2 separate regions of the Anas platyrhynchos genome follow, and region 2 is linked to region 1. A link is a contact called in public Hi-C data. All regions are on one chromosome and are shown on one strand. Each heading gives the region's core, a stretch centred on a gene start, on an enhancer-like site or on the middle of the called end of the contact. The rest is flanking DNA. Distances are from core to core; before and after follow the strand shown. Region 1 overlaps NUCB2 (nucleobindin 2). Region 2 holds the start of RPS13 (ribosomal protein S13).

Region 1 (2,870 bases), core at 104-2,603:
AAAGGATCTGTCTTCTAGGCTAATTCCATTGAGTCAAATTTAGAGATGGTAAATAGGCCAAAAAAGTATGTGTATACAAATTTGTGTCTATGGGGATGTCAGGAAAAAAGTGATTAATTTGGGAAAGAAGGTATTTTTAGAATACTACTACCTTTCCAGTGTTTTTTTTTTTTTGGTGCAGCTGTAGTACAATTAATGAATAATGATACAGAGTTACTCGAGAGCTTCAGGATAACCTTTGTGTTCTTTGTTTTCTCTTCCTGGAAGTTCTAGTGCAGAGAGTGCAGTCCACCAGTAGCTAGACAGTGCAGACCAGACCTCCACAGGAGTCAGTGCATTGCCTCACGTACCTGTCAGCCCCCATGCTTTGTCATTCTCAGGAGGTCTTTTAGCTGCTGAGAGCTTGGTCTCGTGCTCCTATTGCAAGCAAGTAGTCCAGCAACATCATGTTGACACGGTGAGCTAGTTGACAGCAGCTCATGATACCTAGTTATATTGGTAGTAACTGTATACTTTATTTTTTTAGTGATTTAATCAACTAAGTAGTTCTAGCCCTATTTCCATAAATCAAGAGTAACTAACAGAGCATGCTTTGAAAAATAGTTCTTTCCTACAGCAGATCAAGCATATAAATACATTCTGTTGCCGTCACAGAGCTTACATTTAGAAAGAACAAGAACAGATTATACCAGTTCAAAATATTCAGATGACTACTAATGTGAAAGAACAAAAATGGGAAAATATTTCATGAAGTTTGTAGTGGGCCCTACTACTGTTATAACTATAGTTATAACTACAGGTATACATGATGTGACTACTTCACATCATGCATAACTGTATGCTCAGATTATTTATAAAATACAGCTGTATCTACACACCTATGCAAAAATCTTCTCCATGTAATACCGTGTAATATCTTAGCCTTCTATCTGTTAAAATACAAAAAACTTTCTTCTCAGATGGATTAGGTTTAAAAAAAAAAAATAATCACAAGACTTGAACATATGCCCTGTCTATGTTGTGTCTTGATCCAGATGTATTTTGAAACATTTGCACCAAGAATTTGCTGAACTGACCAGTACAGGATGCAAGAATGTTAGGGGTTGGGTGACTTTATTCAAGGACAACTCTTAGATATTACAGTACTGTGGCAAGGAAATGCTGTCAAACAGAATGAGTTGTTTCTCTGTCTTTATAAGGAATGAAGGAAAACAGGTTTTGGGGCTTTTTTTTAATAAAAAAAAAAAAAGCTTAAAATTACACTTCCAGAAAGTGTTTCATAAACAGGCTAAGTTGCATATATTTCAGAAAAAAATATGATCTCACCAGGGAGGAATGATGTTTGAAATATGCCCCAGACAGTGTGTACTGTTTTATGATAATACAAATACAGCACTGAGTGTGAGAGAAACAGTTTACCAAGGGATAACAAGTTCAAAATGATATTTTCCATTTTTTTAAAAAACAAATATTCTTTACTAAGACATCTGGGAAAAGCTTGCCAACATTGTTGCCCAGAACATATCAAAATATACACTGTTTAAGATAACACTATTATCTAGCTTTACCAGTTAAAAACCTTGGTAGCAGCCACACTTTTATAATGAAAAAATTCAGTCCTCAAGGAGCTTGAGGTACTTACAAAGCACAAGCTCCTTTGTGAATGTATTTAACTTCCTGATCTTGTTTGCTTTCAACCTTATTTTAATGTTTTACATTTGTACCTTGTTCTTTCAGACACTGGCATAGACCATCAGGCTCTCCTTAAACAATTTGAGCACCTGAACCATCAGAATCCTGACACATTTGAACCTAAAGACTTAGATATGCTGATCAAAGCCGTAAGTGCTAGACATAACCTACTCTGGGCTGTTTTTTATTGGTATTGTGTTTTTTCTTCTGTACTACTTTTTTTGTTGGTAAAGGTGATATGCAGTTTTCAGTTTCAGAGAAAAGTCAGTTGTCTCCATTGCACACTTGAAAACTATTGTCAGCGTACATTACACTAGAAAGAGCCTAAATTTTGCATCCTTTAATACCTTGACCTATCTGAAAGTAGTGCAACTCTAAATCCCATACAAGTACTTGTTGGAAGTTCTCCCCTCACTCCTTTCTCTCTATATAAATGGCTTTGTTGATTTAATCTTTAATAAACTACTGCAGAGTAACTCCCATTATTAATGGAGGCACTGTTCTCGTTAAGTTCTAGGGGAAGCTATGAATGTTGTTATGCTGCAGTAAACAAGGACTTAATGATACTACTTGAAGCTGTACTTAATTAGCACATACTTAACTTGAGTTAATTTATTATTAATTGAGAAAGGATACCTTGATGCAAAAGTTGTCTAAGCAATTGAACCTTTGCAAATTAAATGCTGTGAAAGTAATAGAGGGAGTGAAGAGAGATGTTTATGTTTCACTGTTGTGTGAAAGGGGACCACAGACTGGTCTACCTTGTGTTTAAAAGGGAAATGGCAATATTACCAGCTGTGTCCCCAGACCTGAACAATGCAGGGTTTTTACATAATCTTATATAATGTGTTAATGTAATTATGTGGCGTAATCATGTGTACATATCTATATTTTTAGGCTACAAGTGACCTGGAGAATTATGATAAAACCCGCCATGAAGAATTCAAGAAATATGAGATGATGAAAGAACACGAGAGGAGAGAGTATTTAAAAACACTGGATGAAGAAAAGAGGCAGCGAGAAGAATCCAAATTTGAAGAGATGAAAAAAAAACATGGAGATCACCCTAAAGTTCACCATCCTGTAAGGCTACAGTCTGTCCTTAAATATTTGTAAGGAAGCTTTCCTTTCCAGTAAGAAAAAGCTAATAACAGGAAGCAGGTAACAGGAAAAATCCT
Region 2 (2,870 bases), core at 147-2,646, 75 kb before region 1:
AGATCTGCTCCTTCACGTCATCAGAAGTAAGTTTCAGCCACTAAAGAAAATTAGGAAAAAAACGAACAACAACTGATGAACGCTGATTAGCACAGAGGCACAGACTTTCTATGAACGCCTATGATATGTGATGGAAATAACCGTTTTGTAATGTTTGAGAAAACAGCTGAGAAATTACACTTTTAATGACACAGAAACTTTATTTAGATTCTGTGAGTCCATAGTGCTAGCCAAAATGGTGGAGGAAGACAGAGGTGAACAAAGGAAGACTGTTTAAAATACCCCATGCTGCCTCCAAACAGCATTTATCATTAGCTGCCAGATTTGACCCATAAATACAAATTTATAGAGAAAATCGCTGCATGTTAAAGAAGGAACTCTTTAACTGGGCCTTGGGCAGAAAGGCAAAGCTGAGGACCCTTCAGCCATCCATTCCCTGCTGTGCTACCTACAGAGATCAGTGGAAGTCAGACTCGAGGTACACAAATTAATTGAACATGAAAGAACTTGATCTCTACCCAGATAAAACTCTGTCTTTTCTATTCTTTTATGCATTAAATTGTGCTAATGGAGCCACTGCTCTCTGGTTATTAGAGGAAAAACAGCAATGAGCTCGGCAATCCCGGCTCCTTCCACAAGCTGCAACAGCTCCCAGGAGTTTTTCTTCCACCCCCCTTCCTTTTTAACATCGTGAAGTTATAAAATAGAAACGGTGGAAAGATGGATTTGGAAACGCTGTTGATTACAGTTCAGAAAACAAGTAAAACCCACAGGGTTCCTCGCCAACACAGCATCTGAGCATCCCAATCGTTACCCAAACGCTTGAAAAGCAACTTGATGTTGCTTCAGGCAGTTTCACAACGTTTTATTTTCGGCTATCTCCCTGTGCTCTAGCCTCGCGCTTCTGACGAGCTATTTTGAGCTATTTTTTCAGCGCATGGCTCCCTCCACACCCCACAGACCGATCCTTCCGTCCCCCACCCCCGTCTCGCAAAACGAGGCGAGTTAAGTCCACGCTGCTTTAGTTCAGCGCGCTAATAAGCCTGAATTTCAAGCGAAATCAGTCAGGCGGGCTCCCCACCCCTCCACCTCGCCTCAGCCGCGGGCTCCTTACCGTGGGCACGCTGCGGCGGTAGGGCAGCGCCGACTGGGACAGGCCCTTTCTGCGGGAGGAAGCACAGCACAGGCTCAGCGCCGCCCGGCAGCCCCCCACCGGCCCTCCCCGTCCCCCCCGGTCCCCTCACGGCCCCTCCGTGTCCCCCCTCAGCGCCACCCCGGCCCCGCACCCGGGAGCGTGCATGCGACCCATGATGGCGGCGGCGGAAGAGAAGGGAGCGGCGCGGGGGGGCGGCGCTTCCCGCCCGATGGCCGCCGGAAGCCGCCTCAGCGCCCGCCTCAGCGCCCGCCTCAGCGCCCGCCTCAGCGCCCCCCCCCCCCCCCATCCCGCTCCTCCCCCAGAGAGCACACGACGATAAAATAAAGCGTTTTAAAATTACGGTTTATTCGTGTTTTGTGCTGTTAAGACGCTGTGCTTTTTTTTTTTTTTCTTTTTTTTCTTTTTTCTTCCTCCTCGGGAGCCCACTGCGAAAAAGGCAGTACGTATTGCTGTCGGCGTATTTCACAAGGGAACGTTTCACAAAAACAGTAGTCTACTTTCCTGTGTTTTTTTTTTTTAAGTGACTCGTGATTCTAGTGATGGAATGGAGTAAGTCTCAAAAGCATCAAGTGAGCAGGAAATAATATACCTAGTCAGTTACACAGAATACTATTTACAGGCTATGTACTAAATGAAGGATACGCAGAAGATACTTAATAAAACTGGGAGTTGGGAGGTGTTAGTGTCCATTAGCATCAACCCAGTTTCTAACATTCAAGATATTCTTAGTTTCTTAATTGTAGTAACTCCTAAGAGATTGGACCATGACTATTTTAGGCACCAAGAGATTCAAGTTTACTTCTTGCTTCTGTACTGGAGGGAGATTGGTCAGTAGCAGGGGAGTAAAATCCGATTCTGAACAAGCTTTTTAGTGTCCTGTGTCCTGCATCGAGTCTTCATTCATCATCGTAAGTTTTATTTCCAGTCCTACTCAGCGCTGAGAGCCCGTCACCCTTTCTCAAACACGCTTCAACATTTACCATTAAAGTGTGCAACTTTACTCTATCGCTTTGTCCAGACAGAACAATCACCCTAAACACCAAGTAAGGTGAGCAAGAACCCTATAGCTGTAGTGCAGAAACTACCTAATTAAGTAACCAGTGGTATTAACAGGAGACAGTAAGTCGTATTTATACTCTGCTATCACAGTATATTTCAGATCTAAGGCTGCTTGAAATTATACATATATATATATTTTTAGTGGAATTCTTACCAGGGATGAGAATCACTGTTGCCGTCAAATGGAAAGAGAAAAAAAGTGCAACCAAATTCCTCTCAAGAAGTTCTGTTAATGCCGCTTATTTCTGGCCTGCAAATACCCATCCATTGTGCTTTTTACCTAGAGGCCATCATTTACATGGAGGTACGGGTAACGTAGGTGCAAGTGCCACTTTGATTTAGTGTCCAAATCTGTTATACGTTTAATCACTGCCGTATTTAAGTTCTAGAAATTTTGCAGTGTTGTAAAACACTGAGAAGCTGGATGCATTTCCTACAGCATCATCTTCTGCCAGTCTTCACTGGCTTTGGAGATCATGGCTAGAAGACGGGGTACAACATTTTAGGTGGCACTAATTATGAAGATCAGTATAAGTGATTTTATCTGTAATTAACACATCTCAGGAAAAGACTTCTACTAGAATCTGCAAGTTATCAAATATGAGAACGTCACCCCTCTTTAAGGAACAGAAAGTTAACGTGTATACATATTTAA

What was found. Hi-C and Micro-C count contacts between places; a contact is called where the count stands out from the background.
Region 2: a Hi-C map of liver shows a contact between it and region 1, with 1.7 times the contacts expected there. The contact joins the promoter of RPS13 here to the enhancer-like site in region 1. A contact is called at or near these places in 2 of 8 Hi-C or Micro-C datasets (liver and subcutaneous adipose tissue).

What each region holds. Positions count from the first base shown.
Region 1 is chr5:60,583,389-60,586,258 of IASCAAS_PekinDuck_T2T, reverse strand. It overlaps NUCB2 (nucleobindin 2), which reads left to right. Exons shown (of 13, transcript XM_027462168.3): 5 at 1,738-1,841; 6 at 2,590-2,775. Among named protein-coding and RNA genes, the nearest start is that of NUCB2, 12 kb to the left of the region's middle. Within about 2 kb of position 1,353, at least 4 of the 8 cell types and tissues checked have an H3K27ac peak or open chromatin away from gene starts, as enhancers often do.
Region 2 is chr5:60,658,689-60,661,558 of IASCAAS_PekinDuck_T2T, reverse strand. It overlaps RPS13 (ribosomal protein S13), which reads right to left and starts at 1,396. Exons shown (of 6, transcript XM_027462169.3): 1 at 1,287-1,396; 2 at 1,115-1,163; 3 at 1-40. The coding sequence starts at 1,309. PIK3C2A (phosphatidylinositol-4-phosphate 3-kinase catalytic subunit type 2 alpha) reads right to left here. Exons shown (of 37, transcript XM_072039286.1): 37 at 1,478-2,870.